2 separate regions of the Zea mays genome follow, and region 1 is linked to region 2. The links are chromatin contacts, called in public Hi-C maps. All regions are on one chromosome and are shown on one strand. Each heading gives the region's core, a stretch centred on a gene start, on an enhancer-like site or on the middle of the called end of the contact. The rest is flanking DNA. Distances are from core to core; before and after follow the strand shown.

Region 1 (2,783 bases), core at 248-2,747, 190 kb before region 2:
GCATGACTTGTGGCCCTTACGCAGCGTTTGCTTGTAGAGTTTTCCCCCGTTTTTTTAAATTATAATAAGTGCTAGTTTAGAAACTCTATTTTTTATAAGATTTATATTTTCTCATGAAAAATAAACTAATTTCATGTGACTTCATTTTCGAGAGAATTAAAAACATTTAAGAAAATAGAGTTATCCTAATAATATATTTGCCCGCGGTGTCTCAGCTCAAGAACCTGATGGCTATTGGGCCCACTTGCCAGTGAGGCATGGCCCACGAAATCCATAATCCAGCATGGAAAGAACTAGCGCGGCAGCTGGTTCTGCCGCTTCTCCTTTTTCGCGGTTCGCGATTACGAAAAAGCTCTTCCCGCCGGCGCGTCCCTCGGCCCTCGGGCGGGGCAGAACTGCAGAATCCTCCGGAAAACCCTTCGCGCCCAATGCATGCCCGCTATTTCCTTCCCCTCTCTCCGTCCGCGTCTCTGCGCCTATGCCCATCTTTTTTGTCTCCGACTCTCATGGCGACGCGGCGGCGCCTCTCTCCGACTTTCTTCGGCGGGCTCCGAGCCCGGGAGCACGGTGGCGCTAGTGGCTCCTCCCGCGCCACAGCGGGGCTCCCTTACCTCGCCGACCTCTCCTCTAACCCCGGCGGCCGCGGCGGCGGGGTCATAGCTGTTGAGCACTCCGGTGACCCCGTGATCCCCTTCGCCATCTCCTTCGGCAAGGTTCGGAGTCTGGTACTGTTGGGGACTTGTTCTCAAATGCTATGAATTAAGAACAAGACAACATAAAATGTTAAATATTAATGCCCTTCGTTCGCTGAAGAATTATTTTCCCAAGGATTTAATGAACTTCGGACGAATGCCATAAGCAAAATATCACGAAGGGCTCACCTTCGTGATCAAACTTATAAAACAATGAAAAATGAAATATAAAGTGTAAAACATTAGGAAAGAATGTACCAAAAACAAATAATACTATTCACATATTTTATTATATGAACATAAACATTAAAACATAGTATTTGATCATTTTTATACCTTCGTCTTAGCGGAAAGCAGTAATTTCATCGTAATGTGCCAGTAATTACAAGATTGCGTGAACAGTGCCGAAGTACTATTCACCTATTTATAGGCATATGGTGCAATCTGCGTAAAATTACATTTAAGTCCTTTATAATTGATTACAATAATGACACAAAATATCATGGGTCTTTAAGTCAATCCATCTTTAAGTCGGTTCGGCCCTTCGTCTTGAGATATATCGTTATGCTGAAGCTTTCTAGGTAATAGCTTCGATGCTTGTTCCTGAGAGAGTCTGACGAAAATGTTCTCTTTCTTTATGATCTTCGGCTACGAAGCATACCAACACGAACCTCTGTTTTTTTAACAAGTGATCTTTCATTCGTCTCGCGTGCTTTTGCATAGTCAGATCTTCTTTGTAGTTGCGATTTGCGTGTACCAATCTTATGGACTGTTTCTTCCTCACAGACTGCACAGACCTGTAACCTCCTGGCGGTCGCCGACGAAGACGGGTATGTTGGCCTCTACGACACCCGCCGGCGCCTTCCTTCCACCTCCTCGTCACTAGAGAAGTCAGGTCGGTTGGAAACCCATCCTTCTTCCCCGATTTGATCCAAGATTTTGGTGTGCTCTGGCTTGCATTGGGTACCTCGTGCAGTCTGTTTCCTTCCAACCTGGCGTCGTCCTTTTGCAGCTGAAACAAGGGTGCCCGACTGGGTTGCTCACAACAATGCAATATTTGACGTGTGCTGGATCAAGGTAAAGTCACTTGCACTGGTTGTAACAGTCTAACGAAAGAGCCGATCCACAGGTTTAAAATCTCAGCGATACTTGTACACCTTTCTGACGGAGTTTCAATCGTATGTGTTACTGATGTAGGAGGGATCCCAGATACTGACTGCATCGGGCGATCAAACTGTAAGTCGCAACAGGATCACACCAGTTTTTTGAACTATGAAAATCCTAGTTTTCTGCAAATTCTCATTATTATCGTTCTGCATCAGGTCAAAATTTGGAGTGTAGGAAACAGGAAATGCATTGGTGTCTTGTCTGGGCATACTGGGAGCGTGAAGTCGCTGTCTTGCCATTCTTCAAATCCTGGTTAGTAATGTATATCCTGAAATGAATGGCTGAAGCCTTTCAGTTTAATTTTATGTACGTTTAATCATCAAATGTTGGCCACATACTCCTGACTAAGTAGCCTTTTTCTTTTCTTTGCAGAGCTCATTGTTTCCGGTTCAAGGGATGGTTCATTTGCTCTCTGGGATTTAAGATGTGACCCTAAATCTCCAAACAGCCACGGTGAAACGTGCCTCACGTATGTTGTACTATTGCTAATAAATTTTCTTCCAACTACTATTTTTAAGTGATCATAAATGTTTGTAGCGACAATACAAATTCAATGAACAAAGTTGTGCTACATGTTAGATCTTCTGCTGTTGTCAGAGAAGCCCACAGTCCCATACAGAGAAACCGAACCCGGTCTCGAGCAAAGGTATTACTTCAGCATGATATGGCTTTTGCTTGTGATGATCTTATGTCCTCTTATACTTATGTTGGTTTGCTGAAATTGGTGACGTTTAGGCGGCTTCAACTAGCATCACATCAGTTCTTTATCTGAAAGATGGTGTCTCCATTGCTACTTCTGGAGCAGCAGACAAGTAAGCTGCTCTTTCATTTTTTATTCTGCATAGTATTATTAGTCGCGATATTATTGGGAATACAATGCACTTACTTGATGGTGAATTAGCCTCATCATCTAGTCTTTCCGTT
Region 2 (2,822 bases), core at 286-2,785:
GGGTTCAGGGTCATCTTTGGAAACCAGCAAACAGGCTGAAAACAGCCATATCAATAATACTGAACTGGAGAATTTTGCAAACATGGCACAGCCATAGCCCTCAGTCATTTTTTAGAATAAAAAGAACAAGTGTGTAGTATACAGTTTACTAATTTCAAAGAAAACCTCACAGGGCTAATCAAGTAGATCATCTTCCATTAACACAAGCATCAGGTAAATTTCTTCAATTAAACAGCATGAAACAGGCTGAAACAGCCATAGCCCTCAGTATTTTCTTAACATAAAAAGAACAAGTGTAGTATACAGTTCACTGTTTTCAAATAAAACATCACAGGGCTAAGCAAACTGTTAATCTCAACGCACAAGCCCCTGGTCAAATTATTCAATGAAACAGCAACAAACAGGCTCAAATAGCCATAGCCCTCACAAATTTCATCGCATCAAAACAACAAGTGTAGTATTCAGTTGACTATTTTCAAAGATTTCATCACAGGGCTAAGCATTTCCTCACTTCAAATTTCCTCACTTCACATTTCCTCACTTCACATTTCCTCACTTCACATTTCAATCACAGGGCATAAGTTTAAGAATACAAACCTCAGAATATTTGGCCACTGTCTCCTTAGCACAATCGACGGCTGCAGTCGCCTGTTTGTAAGATCGCAAAGCACTATTTTCCGCAGCTACAGCGGATTCAAGAACATCCAGAGTAGAAACCACATCGTTACCTAACGAAAATGTGGCGCAATAATCACCAGCAACAATACTCGCGGCAGCAGAAGCTTTCAGTGTGTCACGGGCTGCAACAGCCGCCAAGGACAACTTCTGGGCACAATGCTCGGCGGCAGAATCCATGCCGGCTTTCTAATCTGCAAACCCTAGGGTTACAGAACAAGGAAAGCTCACCAGCGTCGGAGGTCGGCAATGGAGCACGGGCGCAGGAACCGGCGAGGCAGGTAAGGGCGAGATCCGGACGAGGACATGGCTCGAATGCACCCAGTGCGCGGAGACGAACAGAGCAGCTCGAGGAAGACGACGGCCAGGGCGAGAATAAGGAGGAGAGGAGACAGGGAGAATGGAATACGAGAGACTCACGGGCGACGGTAGAAGAACGGACGGCGACAAGTTTCTAACGGCGCGAGGGTAGCACGGGCACTGCACAAGGGCTAAACACCATTAAGCGCGCGCGATGCCAAATTTACAATTGGAGGGAGATTTCAGTGCCACCCGTTCAATTGCCACGACGGCGGTGCCAAAAGTTTGAAGCCCGCCGTAGACAGTGTCATGTTTGCAAAATTCTCTTTCTAATGGCATGGGAAGCTGGAAGCTCTCGCCTCTCGGCAGGACCTGTGGCTGTGATGGGCCTTAAACTTTGTGCAGCCCACGTCACTTTGACATAGCTATCGTTGGATCAACAGCGGATGGGGTAGATTAGCTGACTGCTCTGTTGCGTCATCGAGGTGGAAGTTAGAGATCTGATTCCGCCCCACAGCATACCTCTCACGGTCTCCGTTCCCCTGCCGACGAGTGGGCGGCCGCTGCCGCCGGCTTACGGAAGGTGTGATCTCCATCTTCGGGACGTTCGCCACCGGAGCACCCACTCCTTTTCTTCCGTTCACGCTGTGCGAAACGGATCATCCAAAAACCAGCTATTTGTATCTGGATCTGATCCAATTTCAATTTGTGGTATACATGTATTGTGTCTACAAACTATTTTTCGTTTGTTTTTTTGCAAAAATATTTTTCGTTTGTCTACAAACAATTTCAATTGTAGTACACCCATGTCCTTTACCCGTGCACACCCTTGCGCTGCCTGCTGCGGTTATCCCATATTTGTTGTGGAGCGTGTGCCGGGGGAATTTGGTTTGGATGTGGTTGGGATCGAGGTATACTCTAGATTAGGGTTCGAAGTTCTCATATGACCTGTGTGATGTGGTAGATTCGATGTTAGAGTGTCGATGAAAGTTGTCTCTGAGTTTAGTTTTGCACATGAGTATTGAATATTTGCAGGTGTTTCTCTGAGTTTACTTCTACACATGTCAATTATTGAGTATTGGTAGGTATGATTGTCTATCTCTTGCTAAGGAAATTGTTTAGGTGTTCTATGATAGTGTTTGACTTTAGATTGCCTATTTTGAAGGGACACTTTCAGCGACAGTATTTAATTTGGTGTGTTGCCAGAAGACCTGGCTCTGAATTATCTTTCTATTTCTTTGATTATCACAGGGAACTCTACTAATAGTATGCTGGATTAGCACGATTAAACTGAAGTATGACAAATTTGCATATCATCCTTGCAGGTTATTTCTTTGGCGCACTCATGATTTAGCACCAGCCAAATTGACCTTTAACTCTGGTGACATAAGCTGTTGCTAGGGTAGCAAATCAAGAGCTAAGAATGGCAGATTCAATGGTAGCAAGCTTCTGGGGGCCTGTGACATCAACGACTGAGTTGTGCGAGGAGAATTATGCACACTCGTCATATATCGCAGAATTCTACAATACCATCTCTAATGTCCCATGCGTTCTTTTGGCACTTATTGGATTAGTGAATGCTTTCTGCCAAGGTTTTGAGAAACGATTTAGTGTCCTGCACATATCCAATATGATACTTGCTATTGGGAGTATGATTTTCCATGCCACCTTGCAACTTCTGTAAGTTTTCTCTTAAATTGACAGTTTTTTATGTTTATGTGAAATGACACTTTTAACTTTGTGGTTACTGGTACCTACATGAGAAACTGTTATAAGGGCTTTATTCTTTTATCCAAAGCACTTGATCGAGTTCTGCTCGTTATGTAATGGCCTTGTGCATTGTATTC

The links. A called contact is a pair of places that touch in the nucleus more often than the background predicts.
Region 1: a contact with region 2 is called in a Hi-C map of ear, with 5 times the contacts expected there. The contact joins the promoter of LOC100273556 here to the promoter of LOC100273412 in region 2. A contact is called at or near these places in 9 of 25 Hi-C or Micro-C datasets (bundle sheath, ear, endosperm and 3 more).

The regions. Positions count from the first base shown.
Region 1 is chr1:270,558,615-270,561,397 of Zm-B73-REFERENCE-NAM-5.0, reverse strand. It overlaps LOC100273556 (Transducin/WD40 repeat-like superfamily protein), which reads left to right and starts at 1,497. Exons shown (of 14, transcript NM_001147974.1): 1 at 1,497-1,587; 2 at 1,705-1,769; 3 at 1,890-1,928; 4 at 2,015-2,111; 5 at 2,232-2,328; 6 at 2,397-2,505; 7 at 2,595-2,671. The coding sequence starts at 2,413.
Region 2 is chr1:270,363,797-270,366,618 of Zm-B73-REFERENCE-NAM-5.0, reverse strand. LOC100273412 (Alkaline phytoceramidase (aPHC)) reads left to right here and starts at 1,535. Exons shown (of 2, transcript NM_001147849.1): 1 at 1,535-2,655. The coding sequence starts at 2,399.